Regions from separate parts of the Sus scrofa genome. Here region 1 is linked to region 2. The links are chromatin contacts, called in public Hi-C maps. All regions are on one chromosome and are shown on one strand. Each heading gives the region's core, a stretch centred on a gene start, on an enhancer-like site or on the middle of the called end of the contact. The rest is flanking DNA. Distances are from core to core; before and after follow the strand shown.

Region 1 (2,805 bases), core at 228-2,727, 120 kb after region 2:
TGCAGGAGATGGAGGAGGGCCTGGGTGGGGACATGGGGGGTGGACTGGGCACTGAGGTAGAGCCTAATTCAGAGAGCAGGGGGGTCCTTCCTTGGCCCTGGGAATCCACAGGGGTCCTTACAGACTCTGGAAGCACAGTAGGGTGGTAAGCCTCAGAAGAGAAACTGGAGGGAGTTTCTGTGTCCCAGGAGTGAAGCAGGGCTGGTGGTAGGAGGTGTCTAAGAATCAATGCTGTCATCTCTCTGGCTAGGGAAGGAGCTGAAGGTCAAGGAAGAGTTCTTGGCCTTCAGGCCCTGCTGCTGAGACTGATGCTGGAAAGAGGTGCCTGTGAATACTGACCGAGGTCCTGAATCCTCTCTGCCTCCTCATCCTGGCCCCATCACACCTGCTTCCTGAACTTGACAGGAGTTGGCTCAGCTCTGCCACCCTCACCCCCATTCCCAGAGGCCCTAGCCCCAAAGCTTCTCCATTTCTCCCTAAGATCTCCCCTCCTTCAGCCTCCAAAGGGAAGTGGAGCTGAGGCAGGTAGGATAGTGGGGCCCAAGAGAGACGGAGAACCCATGCCCTAGCTTCCCAGAGTGAGAGCCCAGAAAGGACAATGAGGACAGAGGGTGGGAGTGCTATCAGTACTTCTAGGGTGGGTGTACTCCATAGGCAGAGAGCTTCTAGAAGTACCTCTTTTCTGAGGAGGTGTCTTCTCTCCCTGTCTCCATCAGAACACTTCGTTTTGATCATGACAAACGCAGCTGTGTCTTTTCTCTCTGAGCTGCCACCCCTCCCCTCTCTCCTATGGACCCCAATACCAGACCTGGGGTGGGCACTGGGGTGGGTCCTCCCGCCCTCTGTCCCCTCCCTCAGAGAGATCTAGAGAAAGAAGCTTCTGGGAGTTGTTCTCAGGCTTCCACGCTCGCGCCTCAGTTTCCCAGGCTGTTTCACCCAACCCCTGCATACTAGCATGGGCTGAGAATGAGAACCGCAAGATCCTCTAATCTTTCTCTGTCTTCTCCCGCCCCCGCCCCGCAACCGCTCAGTCCTCCCAATTCTGAACCCCCATCCTGGGACCTACCTGCCCCACGGCGGTGCCCACTCGTTACCCTACGATGGTTCCCACTGGTTCAACCCACCTGCCCGAGAGTCTCCTCGCCTCTGAGCCCTGGATAGAGACTCCGAAAGGGAGACTGCAGCCGGGAGCGGCCAGCTCGGTTGCTGTCTAGTCCGGAGCCCTGTCCCCTTCACCAAGTTGATGCGTCCCCGAGGCGGAGGGGCTCTGGCCAAACTAGCATCACGGTCATGCCGGGCCCGCTCTGGGCACCGAGGAGCTCCGGGCCCGCCCGGCCAGTTCTGCAGAGTTCAGCCAGGGTCCTTCCGAGGCTCCTGCCCGCAGGACCGCCAGCGAGCACACAGCGGCCACCGCCGCCTCCTCTTCCTCTCCGGGGGCCGCCCCCGCTTCGCCAGCCCTCCTCCCGCGTCACCGCCTCCTCCCGGACCGCGCGGGGCACCGCACACGGCGCTCAGTCCGCCCGGCGCTCCCAGCCGGGGCGCAGCGACCCCTGGCGGCCGAGGCGAGACCAGGTAAAAGAGGGCCGCAGGCCACCACAGCGCAGTCCAGTGGACCATCTACCTCCCTGGCGCTGCCAGGGTAACTCAGAAAGGTCGCTCAAAATTCTGGAGGGCCTGGGGTGGGGGTGCTTAGTGTGAGAAGTGATAGCCCAGATCTTCAGGAGTTCTGAGTCGAATATTCCCGAACTGCACTGTCCAATACTAGCCACCAGCCTTATGTAGTTACTTAAATCAAAATATAAATTAAACATCTTAAAGTAAGTTTCTCATTTACACTCACAATATTTCAAGTACTAAATAGCTACATGTAGCTAGGGACTACTGCATTGGGCAGAAAAGATGTAGAACATTCCTATTTGAGGAGTTCCTTGGTGGTGCAGTGGGTTAAGGATCTGGAATTGTCACTACTGTGGCTCAGGTTGCTGCTGTGGTGTGGGTTTGATCCCTGGCCCAGAACGTCCATAAACTGCAGGGGCACCCCTCCTCAATCCTATCTGAAAATTCTCCATAGCAATGCAGGTTGCTTTGCTAGCCCTCCATTGTTAAAATGCTAAAACCAAGAGGAAACAGCGAATGATCTCTGCCCTAGGAGTGGTGTCTTCTGGGACAGGAAGGACTAGGGGACAGGCAGACAGGATGGCTTTGGTAGGCTTGTGGCTGATGGGTATGAACTCCAACTTGGGGATGAAACTCTGGGACTCTTGTTTTTTGTTTCTTGTCTTTTTCTAGGGCTGCGCTGGAGGCATATGGAGGTTCCCAGGCTAGGGGTCAAATCGGAGCCACCGGCTTAAGCCAGAGCCACAACAATACGGGATCCAAGCCACGTCTGTGACCTACACCACAGCTCAAGGCAATGCCGGATCCTTAACCCACTGAGCAAGGCCAGGGATTAAACCTGCAACCTCATGGTTCCTAGTCAGATTCGTTAACCACTGTGCCATGATGGGAACTCCTCTTTTTTTTTTTTTTTTTTTTTTTTGTCTTTTTGTCTTTTAGGGGTGCACCGGGCAGCATATGGAGGTTCTCAGACTAGGGACTGAATCAGAGCTGTAGCTGCCAGCCTAAGCCAGAGCCACAGCAATGCAGGATCTGAGCTGCATCTGTGATCTACACCACAGCTCACAGAAATGCCAGATCCTTAACCCCACTGAGCGAGGCCAGGGATTGAACCCATGTCCTCATGGATGCTAGTCGGGTTCGTTAACCACTGAGCCATGAGGGGAACTCCTGGGACTCAGTTTCTCC
Region 2 (2,700 bases), core at 73-2,572:
TCTGCAATGTCTTCTACTAACACAATGGACTGTTACTGAAAACTTTGCGGTGAAATAGTGGAGGAAATGACTCCATAAACCCTACTTCCCCTCAATCTCAGGTTATTCAATTCACCTGCAAAAACAAGCCACTAAGGCTTACTCTCAAACAGTTGTGAGAATTAAGAGGGAGAGCTTGGAGCGCTAAGACAGGTCCTGACAGGAGCAAATGCTCAAGAAATGTGGGCTGATTTGTATCTTATCTTCTCCAAAGAACTTCTAAATTCTTTAAAGGCAGGAGTCTTGACTTACTTTTTTTGGCATTTCTTAAATTAAGATTTTTAAATCACTTTAACAGATACAGTTTAGTATCTGGACCTGCTCAATGAACCATGGCTATTTTTTTTTTTTTTTTTTGGACAAAATCAGGCTCTAAAGCCTGACTGCAAATGTTGGCCACTACTAGGTTGGTGACCTCTGTAAAGTTACTTAATCTCTCTGAGCCTTAGGTCCTTTGCTTGTAAACAATAATAAATACTTCACGGGGTCATGAAGATTCGGATGAAGTGCTTAGCTTACAATCAATCTCCCCAAAACCGCCAGCCATAACTACACCCTGTCCCAAACATTCAGTGTCCACAAAACCTCGGCCTCTGCAATCTTCACGTCTCCATATTTCTAACACACACCCCCATACCCCTTTGGACCGGCGGCGTATGTCTGATCTGCTCCTCCTTCCTGACTTCCGTGTACCATTCCTCAGAAACCATCGCAATCACCTAAATGAGGTCGCTTCCATTAGTGTTGCCATTTTAGAGCAGGAAACAGGCCCCGAGAGTTTGAGGGACATCGCGGAGATCACTGACCTCAAGCAGCGAGGCCAGAGCCCACGCTCTTAACCGCCAGCCCCCGGCCTCTTCCCGGGTCCGAGGTGCACCCGCGTCCGTTCAAGCCCCGCCCGCTGCTCCACTTCCAGTTACTTCCCGGCTCCTCTGCGCGCCCCTCGCCCCCCACAGGTGAGTCAGGCCCCTGGAAGCTCTCCATCAGTTCTTAGCGGTTTTCCCCTTTTCTCCGCCTGAGTCCGAGGATGAAGCTGATGTAGGTGCCTCGCACACGTGTAGGTGACTATGAGATTGCGAGGAAACACCTGGCGGGACCGCGAGCCGAACCCGGCAGCTGTGTAGGGACCACCCCGCCGTTAGCCCTGCGGGCGGGGGGAGGGCGGCGGCCCGGAGGGCCGACTCCGCCCCTGTGCGCATGCTCCAGCCCGGCGGAGGGGTATAAGGCGGCTGCGCCCACCCGTCCGAGCAGGGTCTGGCGACCTCCCGGGGCATGCGGTCCGCGTGGTGCTGAGAGGCGCGCCGCTCCGTCACGTCACGTTGCCCCGGCGCTGCGAGCGCGTGCAAAGGTTAGGTGAGTGACGGCCGGCGGCGCGAGCGCGGACCCGGCGGGGCCCTAGCTACTTGGGCTGGGGGAGAGGGAGCCTCCGGGAGCGCGGTGCGGCGCGGCGCGGCGCAGGCGGGTTGGGGGGCGGTGTGGCCCTGCGAGGCTTCGGGGCCGCAGCGGCCGCGGAGCTAGGAGCAACTAGTGAAGGAGGTGCGGGCAGGTGTCCCGATCACCGGCGCAGGGAGACAAGCGAGATCGTGTGGTGACCGGGAGAAAATCGCTTCGTCCCCGCCGGGGATGCTTTCCATCGGGAAGTGGAAAGACCTGGGCTGTAAAATGAGGGAGGGTTGAATAACCTTTTTTCCTCTAGGGTCTTTTCCTCCAGGGCTTTTTGGCGTTGTGGCGAGCCACCTGTAACTTTCTCATCTTTAAACTGTGTTTTCCTCTTCCTTGGACTCATCCTGACTGAATTCTCCTCCCTTCGTGATTCTCTGTGACCGTGCTCTGCCCATAAAATTCCCATTTCTCTTCAAATCCTACCCCTTTCTGGTCTCCGTTGTGGTTTTTTGTATTTTATGAACCTTTATTCTTGTAAGTTTTTAAAGTAATAGCTGCCTTTCTAGTTCCCATAACGCCTAGTCAGGTGGAAGTATCTCTTGAGCAACTTTTTGGGTAATTACCTTGACCTAAGGAATTCTCTTTTCTTGTGGATTTTGTAGTGTCAGTTACATTATTTAAATTAGCCCCAAACTTTGTCTTCAGTAATTCTCAAGTGCAGACTTTTGTCATGCCATTTGAGTTGCCAATAATCCCACAAAGAGGCTGATGACTCAGATTTAGGATGCAAAATTTGGAAATGCACAGGTTTACCTGCCTGTATTGTGATTGCACGTTGTTGATGTTTGCGGGTTTTCATATGGAAAACAGCCCTGAAGGGAGCAGCTTGGCAGTTGATTGTATTCTTTTAGGAAAGTGAAATAGATTGTTGAAATTACTGTAAATGTATTATAAGGTGATTTTTATTTTACTGACAGTGTATTCTAGGACTTACATTGCCAAACATTTAAAGTTTAACAACCTTTCATTGTATTTTGAGGTAACCAAGTTTCCCTTTTTGATACTTCTTTAGTATTTAGAAATCCCCTTTAAAACAACTTCGCAGGAGTTCCCATCATGGCTCAGTGGTTAACGAATCCGACTAGGAACCATGAGGTTTCGGGTTCGATCCCTGCCCTTGCTCAGTGGGTTAAGGATCCGGCGTGGCTGTGAGCTGTGGTGTAGGTTGCAGACGCGGCTCGGATCCAGCGTTGCTGTGGCTCTGGTGTAGATTCGACC

The links. A called contact is a pair of places that touch in the nucleus more often than the background predicts.
Region 1: a Hi-C map of epiblast stem cells shows a contact between it and region 2, with 2.6 times the contacts expected there. The contact joins the promoter of FAM19A3 here to the enhancer-like site in region 2. A contact is called at or near these places in 18 of 47 Hi-C or Micro-C datasets (alveolar macrophages, embryonic fibroblasts, epiblast stem cells and 13 more).

Annotation. Positions count from the first base shown.
Region 1 is chr4:107,717,878-107,720,682 of Sscrofa11.1, forward strand. FAM19A3 (protein FAM19A3) reads right to left here and starts at 1,478. Exons shown (of 8, transcript XR_001303450.2): 1 at 1,125-1,478.
Region 2 is chr4:107,601,704-107,604,403 of Sscrofa11.1, forward strand. No RefSeq gene overlaps it. Among named protein-coding and RNA genes, the nearest start is that of SLC16A1, 68 kb to the left of the region's middle. Within about 2 kb of position 1,323, at least 22 of the 83 cell types and tissues checked have an H3K27ac peak or open chromatin away from gene starts, as enhancers often do. A contact at or near this core is called in epiblast stem cells, retroperitoneal adipose tissue and undifferentiated spermatogonia, where this site is marked.